2 separate regions of the Mus musculus genome follow, and region 2 is linked to region 1. A link is a contact called in public HiChIP or PLAC-seq data. All regions are on one chromosome and are shown on one strand. Each heading gives the region's core, a stretch centred on a gene start, on an enhancer-like site or on the middle of the called end of the contact. The rest is flanking DNA. Distances are from core to core; before and after follow the strand shown.

What was found. HiChIP or PLAC-seq counts read pairs in DNA pulled down with a chosen protein or histone mark.
Region 2: an HNF4G HiChIP or PLAC-seq map of pancreatic cancer cells shows a contact between it and region 1. The contact joins the promoter of Fbxo22 here to the enhancer-like site in region 1. A contact is called at or near these places in 2 of 484 Hi-C or Micro-C datasets (embryonic fibroblasts and nephron progenitors), 8 of 115 datasets of contacts at active chromatin or transcription factors (embryonic stem cells, epiblast stem cells, extraembryonic endoderm stem cells and 2 more) and 3 of 9 other capture datasets (adipose tissue, liver and pancreatic islet).

What each region holds. Positions count from the first base shown.
Region 1 is chr9:55,123,302-55,129,211 of GRCm38.p6, forward strand. No RefSeq gene overlaps it. Among named protein-coding and RNA genes, the nearest start is that of Ube2q2, 23 kb to the right of the region's middle. Within about 2 kb of position 2,925, at least 57 of the 459 cell types and tissues checked have an H3K27ac peak or open chromatin away from gene starts, as enhancers often do. A contact at or near this core is called in liver, memory CD8 T cells and pancreatic cancer cells, where this site is marked.
Region 2 is chr9:55,205,544-55,211,246 of GRCm38.p6, forward strand. It overlaps Fbxo22 (F-box protein 22), which reads left to right and starts at 3,392. Exons shown (of 7, transcript NM_028049.2): 1 at 3,392-3,645; 2 at 3,810-3,948. The coding sequence starts at 3,509. It overlaps Ube2q2 (ubiquitin-conjugating enzyme E2Q family member 2), which reads left to right. Exons shown (of 13, transcript NM_180600.3): 13 at 417-1,986. The coding sequence ends at 448.

The DNA of each region.
Region 1 (5,910 bases), core at 1,675-4,174:
GGTCTGATGGTGGTGGTATACATTCTGAAAAATGCTGGACTGGGAGAGGCGCCAGAAGAGTTTCATGGATGCTTCATCCCTTCACGGTGGAAGGCCTCAGTGGGAGCAGCAGTCCTAACAGAAGGACAGAGAGTACACTGTCCACAGACAGGCTGAGGAGGCTGAGTTCTGCTCACTGAGACAGCATGGCTGCCATTCCTGTGATAGTGAGAGTATCCAGTCACTGTTAGAACTGTAGAGGGGAGGCGGACCCACAGAGTCCATTGATACATTAGTATTCTGTCCAACCATTATAAGCTATAACTTTCTATAAGGAGGAAACGTCTTACAGGTGCCAGAAAGCTCACTGAAACTGACACAGGGGAATGTCCCTGGCTCAGGTTCTATCTGAACACTGAAAGCAGTGGACTCAAGGGGACTGGTACTTAGAAGAAGGGGGACATGCTGGCTCTCATATGACCTTGGATGAGTCAGCCTCATAAAGGACAGGGAATAACCAAACTTTTGCTTCTTTGCCTGGTTGCCCTTGATCTTGCTGGCAAGTTCATCTATCCTGCTGCTGAGCCATTCCTTCCTGGTTTTAGAACCTATTTCTTTGGGATTCAAATGAATACTGAAGACCAGCTGAGACATCCAGCCTCATGGACTGAACAACTGCTGTGTTCTTGGCCTTTCTGTCAGGACACAGTATTGTTGGATTAGTCAGACCACAGCCTGTAAGCCACTCTAATAAATCCCCTTTTGATAATATATATATACACACATATACATTCATATACATATACCACCTATATTGTTGGGTCTGAAACTCCGAAACAACCCAAACAGGCACAAGAGTCCAGCAAAGCAAGATCTTTATTTGAATTAGGCAGCAAAAACTGACCAGTCAGGGGCAACAGCACAGACTCGGGAGCTAACTGTGTTGCACACATTCATCTTAGTATTTAAGCAGATAACAAAAATATCTTGTACTCAGGCACCTACTGATTGATCAGGGCTGCAGAACCGACTTGGGAGCTGGACTGTGACCCCCTGAGCCACGTTGTTATAGAGTTTGTAAGCTTGAACCCCACAAACATCTGTACCATGCTATAGTTACAATTTTTCATCAGTCAGAATAATTTGTTCTTTAGTGGTTAGGAACAACCATTACGTTTTTGGGGAACAAAAGAATAAGGAGAAAATTGGATAGCCATATGGAAAGGTCCCCTAGAGTCTAGGAACTTGAACTTAATTTTATCTTATCAATTTAGTATGATAAAATATTTAATATGATCAAATTGAGTCTGAAAACAAAATGGCAGTACTTAGGACAAGTCTCATTTGTTTGATATATATATCAGTCTGTTCTTTCAAGCAGTGGTTTTTATCTTAACACTATGACCCTTTAATACATTTCCTCATTCTATGATGACCCCAACCATAAATTATTTTGCTGCTACTTCATAACTGTAATTTTGCTACTGTTGTGAATCATAAATATCTGATATGCAGGATATCTAGTATGCGACCCCCATGGTGGTCAGGACCCACAGGTTGAGAACTACTGCTCTAGAGACTCCTGACTGAAGCATAGAGGGTGCAAATAAGGTTTATCTTGTGCTCTGATAGAATGGCTGCATAGAGAACTATGTAAGAAAGGATTCTAAAATAGACCAGGCTTACTGGTGCACTATTCTGTGATTGATTAGCAATGCCTACCATGGGCATAGGCTTGGAGACAGGAGTATGCACCAAACATCTGCCAGCTCTAGAAAAAAATGCCAGTCCCCACTTCTCCAGAGCTGGTATGCATCACTTTGACTAGCTTTTTTTGTGGCTGCTGAGGTCCCAAACTCAGGTCTTCGTGTTTGTGTGGTACTTTACCAGCAGAGCCAACTCCTTCCCAAACTAGTGAGCAAATTTTGTTTGTGTCTTCTAAGTGCCAGAAATCTCACTGAACTTGCAACAGGAGTTTTCCTGGCTCAGGTTCTATGCACAGCTGTTCTTGGAAGGGCTGTGTATTTGTTTGCTTGGTACCGAGAATTGAACAAGTGTGTACTCTGCCACCAAGCCATAGCTGCAGCCCCAGGAGGGTTCTTTAAATTGGAGCTTTAGGAAAGTAACAGGAGGAAACAGTTATTACAGATGATGTTTTCAGCTTTACTGAAAATTCTAAAATAGTTCATAATTTCTGGCAGAGATCTTTGAAAGCAGATATTTTTTTCCCACTTTACTAACAGAGAACTGGATTTGAGTAGTGACCTGGTTCATGATGGAACCTCATTATTGATACATATAGACACATTTTAATATATTCTGCGGTGGTTTGTGTGAGAATGGCCACCATAGGCTCATATGTGTGAATATTTCCCAAAGGTCCATTATGTTAAAGACCTGGTCCCTCGTCTACAGTGTTTTGGGGAGACATAAAACTCTAAGATGGGGGTGGGTAGTGGAAGGAAGTTTCGTCAATGCAGATATGTCCTTGAAGGAGATATGTGGTTTGTCCTCCCTGTCTCTTTTGCTTCCTGACTACCATGAGGTTTCCCGACTGAAACCTACAAAGCTCTGAGCCAGGATGAACTTCCTGTTTTTTTAAGGTGATCATCTCCGGGATTTTACTATAACTTGACAAGCTGGGATGGGAAGATGACTCAGCAAAGCGCCTGCCAGTCCGGCATTAGGGCCTGACTTTGGAGACTCCGGGACATGTATGGCAGCTCATGCCTGTAACCTCAGCCTTGAGGTAGGGTGAGGGCGAAGAGTGACAGACTTCCTCAAGCTCATTGGTCAGCCAACCTAGCCAAATGGATGGGTGTCAGGTCCCATGAGTGAGTCTGTCTCAAAAACTAAAGGTAGAGAATGCTATAGGAAAACACCTCGCACTGGCCTTGGGCCTCCACATGTGTGTGGACATGCAGTCATCCCTTCCTCACCATGCACACAAATAAATACAGGGGAAAAAATGGAAGGCTGACCATCATACCACTACGACCATTTTCAAGTGTGCAGTTCAATGGTATAAAATACACTAAAAGTGCTAAGCAAACAGTTTCTAGAATCATCTTCACCATGCAAAACTAAAACTACCTACTAAATAACTCCTGAGCCCTCTTCCCTGACCTGCCAGACACTCTGTTTTTCTGTGTTTGACTAAACATCTCAGATAAGGTGAGTCAGACAGGATGTGGTTTTTTGTGAGTATACTTACTTAGTGTGGTATCCTCAAGGTCTGTCCCTGTTGTAGTATGTCACAATCCTTTCCCCTTTTATGGACAAATAACATCCCATTGTATGAATGAATGCCTTTGTTTCTTCATCCATCGTGGGTACCCAGATTGCTTCCATCTTTTGAGCATATTTTTAAAAGATTTATTTATTTATTTACTTATTTATTTATTTATTTATATGTAAGTACTCTCCAGAAGAGCACATTAGATCTCATTACAGATGGTTGTGAGCCACCATGTGGGTACTGGAAATTGAACTCAGAACTTTTGGAAGAGCAGTCTAACCACTGAGCCATCTCTCCAGCCCCTTTTGGGCATTTTGAATAGGCCTTTTACATCAAGAGAAATTATAAGCATTAATGTGGAACTACAAGGCGCTCTGCTGTGAGGGTGGGTGTGCCACGCTCCCTCTGCCAGTCCCTTGTGGTACAGTTTTGTTTGTTTCATCTTTGTATAACCCCACAGTATAGCCATGCAGCCCATCTCCCCAGCTGTTTCCTGGGCTTTATAAAGAATGTGGTCCTTTCCTTCCTTGGGGAGTTTGCCTTTTTCACCTACTGCCATTGCTAAGGTTTATATTTCCCACTATATTTCATTATATTTTCATTGCTGTGTGACACATCAGAGTGCACAGAGCCCAAGGCCGCTCACACTGACATTTGGGTATGAGTTGGTGTAGCCACTTTGGAAAGCAGCTTGCCACTACTTCAAGAGGTCAATATTCCTGTACTTTGTACCCTGGCAGTGTCTCTCTTAATGGAGAAGCTCCTGCCTGTGTAAAACCTGAGATGTGTTTGCAGAATGCCACCAGCAGTTCTGATGGCAGCATCAAAATCACCAAGCAAGAGCAACTGACTGGGTGGTCGTGCAACAGAAAGGCTTTCATCCCTGTGGTGGTTTGCATATGCTCGGCCCAGGAGTGGCACTATCAGAAAGTGTGGCCTTTTTAGAGTAGGTGTGTCACTGTGGGTGAGGGCTTTAAGACCCTCATTCTAGCTGCTTGAAGCCAGCATTCTGCTAGCAACCTTCAGATGAAGATGTAAAACTCTCAGTTCCTCCTGCACCATACCTGCCTGGATGCTGCCATGTTCCCACCTTGATGATAATGGATGGGACCTGGGAACCTGTAAGTCAGCCCCAATTAAATGTCCTTTATAAGATTTGACTTGGATGTAATTCACAGACCATATGAAGCTCAAGAAGAAGGAAGACCAAAGTGTGGATGCTTCAGTACTTCTTAGAAGGGGGAACAAAATATTCACCGGAGGAAATACAGAGACAAAGTGTGGAGCAGAGACTGAAAGAAAGGCCATCTAGAGACTGCCCCACCTGGGGATCCAGCCCATATACAGTTGCCAATCCCAGACACTATTGTGGATTCCTGGAAGTGCTTGCTGACAGAAGCCTGATATGGCTGTCTCCTGAGAGGCTCTGCTAGAGCCTAACAAATACAGAAGCAGATGCTCACAGCCAACCATTAGACTGAGTGCGGGGTTCCTGATGGAGGAGTCAGAGAAGGGACTGAAGGAAAGGAGGGGGTTTGCTGCCCTGTGAGGGGAGCAATAGCATCAACCAGCCAACCCTCCCATCCACCCCACCCCCCAGAGCTCCCGGGGACTGGACCACTCCGGCCATACATGTGGCAGAGGATGGCCTAGTTGGACATCAGTGGGGAGGAGAGGCCCTTGGTCCTGTGAATGCTGGATCCTCCAGTGTAGGGGATGCCAGAGCAGGAAAGGGGGAATGGGTAGGTGAGGGAGCACCCTAATAGAGGCAAGAAGAGGGGGGAGTGGTAGGGGGATTTTGGAGGGGAAACCTGGAAAGGGGATAACAGAAAATATCCAATAAATTAAAAAAAAAAAAAAGACTTGACTTGGTCATAGTGTCTGTTCGCAGCAGTAAAACCCTGACTAAGACAATCCTGTTGCCTTTCCTTCAGTCATGCAATGCCAGCATTATTCCTGTAATTAACTTGAGAGCAGATGTCTTGTAGCCATTGATACTTTGGTGACAGTCCTACTTAGCTACAGGACAATTGTTACAGACCCAAACAGGGACAGGGAAGATGAGCCTCCCCAGGGCCCACTGAGCAAGCAGCCAGGTCATGGGGAGGGGCCACAGAGATCGAGAGAAATGTGTACCTGTGGGAAATAGACACGTTGCAAGTCAGTCTTCACAAATACTTCAGTCACTCAGGTGAGTCCAAGTGGCACTTGTCACCTCAAAATGCTGTGAAGTCTATTGGGGTAACCGTTTACGCAGCACCCAGTGTACCTGACAGTGTGCTGTCATATTGATTTTGTTATGTCCTCATCGCTGTGCAAGAGTTCATGACAGTGCACCGCAACAGGCTATGTTATCTCCATCCATAGACGAGGAAGTCAAGACTCAGCATGGTCAAGCAACTCCTTAAGAGTCACACAGCTGGAGAACAGCTGACTCCGAAACTGCTCTACCGGTAAAAGCAATCATTGCCTGAGAGCTCGGGGCAAGCTCTCTCCCAGTAAATCTTTCTCTACATGCTCTAAACATAGCAAGCCCTCATTCTTCATACAGTGAACAAAACCAGCAGCTCTTCCTTTTCAGAGACAATTTTAAGGGCAGCCTCTAGGGCAATGTTCCAAGCCAGAAGAACTCTCCTCCACATCAGGCTCTGCAGGAGGGCCCTGGTGTGTCCATGTATGGAAGGATTCCCCAA
Region 2 (5,703 bases), core at 2,142-4,641, 83 kb after region 1:
GAACTGCCTCACATAGCTGGAATTTTAATGTGATGAGAGCACTTTCCCTACCAATGCTTTTGTTTGTTTGCTTTAAATTCTGGTCACCAGGATTTTGTGTGGGGGATACTTTGAGTGAGGTTTGCTTTTAAATACAAAACTGAGATGGAAGGTTAACATGTAGCTGTTAGTCCATAATGTCACTGTCAGCTAGGAGTACCATTCATACAGAGATGCTGAAAATCCAAGCATGCGTTAGTCATAAGCAGTAACCAAATCAGATATAAAATGTTGTTTAGTTAATAACTAAACAAGTGTAAGTTTCTACAGTAGGATTAAACAACACAGTTACGAATAGAGCTGGACCTGATCTTAGTAATGCCTTTTTCTAACTGCTTCAAGATTGATGTAGTTAACCTTTTCCCATTTTATTTCAGGCTGGTACACACCTCCAAAGGAAGATGGCTAACTACATTGACATATGTCTGGACCAATGTTGCTTTAAAGAAAATCGTTCCAACGTACAGACATAAGCTTTTGAGTGCCCGTATAACAGCAGTACCGAAGATATTAGCTAATAGATCATTTAGTGGATAATCTGTCAACTGACATCCAGTTACAGCCTTTTCATTTTGCTCACTTTAGGTATCTTGGACTGAGCAGTGGGGCCTTTACTGTATTTTTCCTGATAAGTACACACAATAGCCACTCCCTACCACCTCTTTCTTGAAAAGTGAAATCTTTTAAGCAGGGAAGTGAGCATCCGTTTACTGCAGCTGTGATTTTTACAGTAACCTTTCTATATTGAGCCTATGGGGTATGAAGATTTGCAAAATCTTGTTTGTTTAGAGCCAATAAAAGTTTAACTGATGGTCAATACTGGTTTAGAAATTTTAGGTCTTCTAAACCATAGCTTTTTCAGGTCTGAAATAATTTTATTGCCAAAATTATGACAGGAAGCCTCCTCATTAAATTGTTACACTTTTTCACGGTTGTGTGAAAGTTTGAACTAATCTAAAAGTATGATCGTAATTGTACCATATTAGCGTACAGCAAAACGAGGCAGCCACTTGTGAGCAGTAATTTCCACTGGAGCAGCAGGGTCCTAGTGGACCAAACCTGCTTCCTGTTGGTTCAGCATTTCTTGTGAGGAAGAGCCACAGTGCAGAGCCTGAAGTTCTAAAGTATGAGGTCATTTTACCTTTCCATTTATTAGCGGGGTGTTGCAATTGACGATAAACTAATAAACTTATGGAATGGTTGGCACAAAGACAGACTCTTTGAGCAAAATTATGAAAGATACCTAAATTGGAGATCCTTAAATTTTTGCTGTAGTCATGCAGTGGCTTTTACATCAGAAGACCAGTAGGAGTTCAGCCTGTGTTAATTCTTTTTTAAAATGTGACACAGATCAATGTACTTTGCATTTTTATTACCTTTCCTGAATCAATCCTCTTTGGTTGGTAATAGACTTTTTTGGATCCATGTTTGATTTGAATCTAGCTACTTAAGCACTTTTAAAAGAAACCTCGAAGCACACTCCTGCACGACCCAGTACAGAGTTAAACGGCTTTTCTTATATATTTGATTTGAGATTTTTTTTTTAAACTTTGCAAACCACATCTAGGAGATGTGGCACTTGTGCATTTTATGTGTGGTGTTAGTTTCTCTTGATTCTGTTGGTTAAGAGGGCAGAAAAGATATCTGGTATTCTTGGTCACTTGGTTACCCTAAATATATGATTGCCAGTGGCTCAGATGACAAGTGACAAGACAGAATTCTTCAACACATTATTAAGTTCCTTATGCCTAAGGCAAAATCTTGAATACATTATTGAATTCTAATTTCCTAATGGCTAGCAGATTGACAGCTGCACATTTGGCATGCTTTGGGGTTGGGTTTTTTTTTTTTTTTGATTTTATTTTTCATTGCAGATTTATTTGGCAATGTACAGTAAATTTTGTAAACTTGCATCAAGTTTATGAATAAAGAACCATTTAAAAATCAGTTTGTCACCTTTCCCTCTTATGAGATGCTATAATTCAGGCGTCTATAGGCTCTATATTGAATTTCTAGTGTAGGCTGTTTAAAGAGAAGATGGGGTGTGGGGAGGTTTCAGAAGTGGAGATGAAGATACTGAGAGGGATAGGGAACCTAGAATTGGTGTGTACACACATAGTGTATTCAGTTTTTCTTTAACCATTCCCTTACTGCGTTCTTTAAATTCAAATACATGTGGGTTTCTAGTGCTGTTTTAATTAATGTCTCTAATGTTCTTAGGGTACTATTAGCACAGTTCCTCTTGTACACTCAAGGCCTCTATACACACCACTATCTGTAGATCTCATCAGAATCTCAGCAGAAGGAAAGCCTTTTCTTTCCTTGACTGAAATTCCTGTGCCAGTTTCATGTTTGGTTTGAATGTTATGTCTCCATGTACAGCCTCCCTACTTCATTCAGAAACAGTTGTTTTTTCTGAAGGTTGCCTTAGCTGAGGAAATGTTCAGAAGTCCTCCTCTTAAACATACTGACCCTTGGTGTTCATTCCCTAGTCGTCATAACATGTTCCCGCACCCCACCCCCACCCCAACCAGTGCCTGGTGAGAAGAGTGGAGCCACAGAGCAGTTTGGAAGTTCTAGAAGTAGGATTTAGGGCTCCTGGAGAGCCCAGAGCTGCTGGGGTTTTTTATTAACGGGAAGCATTGAAGTTTTCACACATTCCCAGTGTATCGTGGTGTTTTGGAGACTGTATGATGCGTCCATGTTTGCTACTTAAGTCTTAAGGTTTCCAGAGTAAAGTGGCTGCTGCTTGTTGAGGGCTTGTTCATGTTTTTTTGTGTTATCTTACATATTTTGCAGTAGGGTCTAGATTGTTTTCGGCTTTTGACCCTCCTGCCTCCAGCTTGCTAGATGCAAACATGCATCATCTTGTCCAGCTCAAAATGTTCTAATGGGTTATCACAGTGTAAAAGATCTAGAAGCCAAAACAAGAAGCACCAGGTCAGGCCAAGTAGCTGGGGACAAAGTGCCCCTCAGTCAGGAGACAACCTATTCAGTTGAAATGAAGCAGCCTCTACTGTTCTTTCATTTGTGGTTCGGGAATGTATGGTGTTGGGCTTCATCCCCTGTGATTCTGTATGTAGCCCTGCAGGGAAGAGCCAGCAGGAGCCAAAGAATAATGGCTCCTGTGTGAAAATATCTATCTGGTTTGGCATGTGCTTTCTGTAGCAATTAATAGTGCCAAAGAATGGCGAGTGCTATTTATGTCTACTCGCTTAAAACTTAAGACCTAACGAGTTAACCAGATTGACCAAATAGTGTTTGCAGCCGGCTTAAACGCCAGGCTGCCTCCGGTCCCTTCCGGGCGGAACTGTGCAGGCCGGTGCACCGCCGCAGCGGCGTGTCCAGTACCGGAAGCGGCCCACCGGAAGTGGCGCGCGCCTGCTCAGGGAGCTCGGGTTGTAGGTGGTGCGCCGGCCGCTCCGGTACCCCTGAGACTCTGTAGGGCCTTCGGGCCGGTAGGCGAGGAATGGAGCCGGCAGGCGGCGGTGGCGGCGTCTCCTCCTCCACAGATCCGCGAAGCACCTACGTGCTGAGTAACCTTGCGGAGGTGGTGGAGCGTGTGTTTACCTTCCTGCCGGCCAAAGCGCTGCTTCGGGTAGCCGGGTGAGGGCGAATGGGGCGGGAGGAGACCTTCGTCCCGGAGGGTGGCGGGGTCGCCTCTGCCGGGACCTCTGCCCGGGTTTCCTAGTGCTTAGCTGGCGCTGCGAGGCTGCTGACGGTGGGAACCGGCCGCCCGGCGGCAACCCTTTGTGCTTTTGCATCCCCAGAGTATGCCGCCTGTGGAGGGAGTGTGTACGCAGAGTGCTGCGGACCCATCGCAGCGTGACCTGGATCTCCGCGGGTGTGGCTGAAGCGGGCCACCTGGAGGGACATTGCTTGGTGCGCGTGGTAGCTGAGGCGCTTGAGGCAAGTATGGAGTTATGCGTTGGACAGTCACTTGCAGGACTGGTGGGCCATCTTGGAGAACTTTTTAAAAAATCAAGATTGTGATACATATCCTTGCTTTCGTTAACTCGGAGAACCTATGCTCGTATTCTGGCTTTTGTAGTAAACGTCAGGTTTTGTAGGGGCGTACTGCGGTTTAGTCATTATTAGATGTTGGGCAATTGAAGTATCCAGGTGTCCACTATTACAAGGCCGTACAGAGCCTTCCTTAACTTGCCTCAATTTTGCAATGAAGGTGTTGGGTATCGCTTGCCCAGGGTCTCACACTAGAACCGGAAGAACTAAAACTTCTACCTAAATACGTAAACCACATTCCTTTTCTCATTTTTGTCCCTGGATCCAGGAGAGTCAGTGTTCAGGGAGGTGAAGACAGATTATAGAGCTGATAGATAGTGAATCTCCAGTATCTCACTGAGTGGCAGGGGCCCTCGTGAGGAAATTGCCAATTTGATGCCCTATTATCGCTTAGTATGTATAATAGGCAAATAGGAATGTTCTACTTAACCACAATATAGTCTCCACATTGGGAAGTTATCATTGATGTATGTGTCGATTCTTTTGGTGTTGAGTTTGGTTTTCAACTTGATCCAGAAAGAGGGAACTCAAGTTAAGTGCCTGCCAAAGATTGACCCGTGGACAAATCTGTAGGCCACTCTCTTGATTAATGTTTGGTGTGGGAGCCAAAGTGCCCCAGTGCTTTTCTTAAGAGCAGAAGGATTTGATTCTGTTCCCAATGAGTAACTGAAAGGCGCGCTCCTTTGGTTTGTATGTTTCTCCAACCTGACTTTCTGTACCAGCCCCAACACTTAAGAAAATTCAAGGCACAAGTTGAGTGTGACTGGGATTTATTAGATTTTTTTATCCCATTACCTTAAATTCCTTGATTTAAGAGGTGTCTGCCAGAAACTTCTGCCTTTAAATTTTCTGTCCTGTTGCAGTTAATAAGTATTTGTCTGTAGAGAAGCTTTGAAACTTACTTTTCATTCTCTTCCACTTTGTTCACACAGCACTCATACATACGCTTGGTCTCTTGTGTAGAGCTGTACCTGTTACTGTTAGACTCTCCTTGGTACTCACACAGTCTTTGTGTGGCTAGTGAGCACTCAAGCCAGTTTTATTGTCTCTTAGGGATGACCTTTCTTTTGGCACCAGTTGTCTTCAGCTTGTATTTCACCTGCTTCATTCAAGAACTTAGTAGTTTCACTAATAGTCTTGGTTTCTTTTAGTGGAGAATGGTATTTAATTTAGACTCTAAGGTCAGTACTGTGTAAGTCTACTCACTGTTTTAAGGGTTTGCTTCCTCTAGCCTAGACAGGAATATGTGTGTATGTATATGCATATGCAATTGTTCTTTGGTATTGTCAGGGTAGTCGATGCACCATATTGAATTCCACAGCTGCTCAAGTTCCTTATAAAGTGGTATAGTATTCTGTTAACCTATATTGCCCACCCTTATTTAAATTCAAATTTCTAGATTATTTATACCTCATATAAGGTATAAATGTAGACTATATTAGGAAATAAAGACAAAAAAGTTTGTAAATATAGCATAGATTCGGCCCCTCCCCCATTTTAAAAAAAAATAGCTGCATTTGACTCATTGGATGAAGAGAGAGGTGATGACTTTATGTGTGTCTGGAGCTGTATCTCTGTCAGTGCATGGGGACACATGAGTTGCCTTAGGTACATCCACTTCCTCTATGTTCATATTTACAC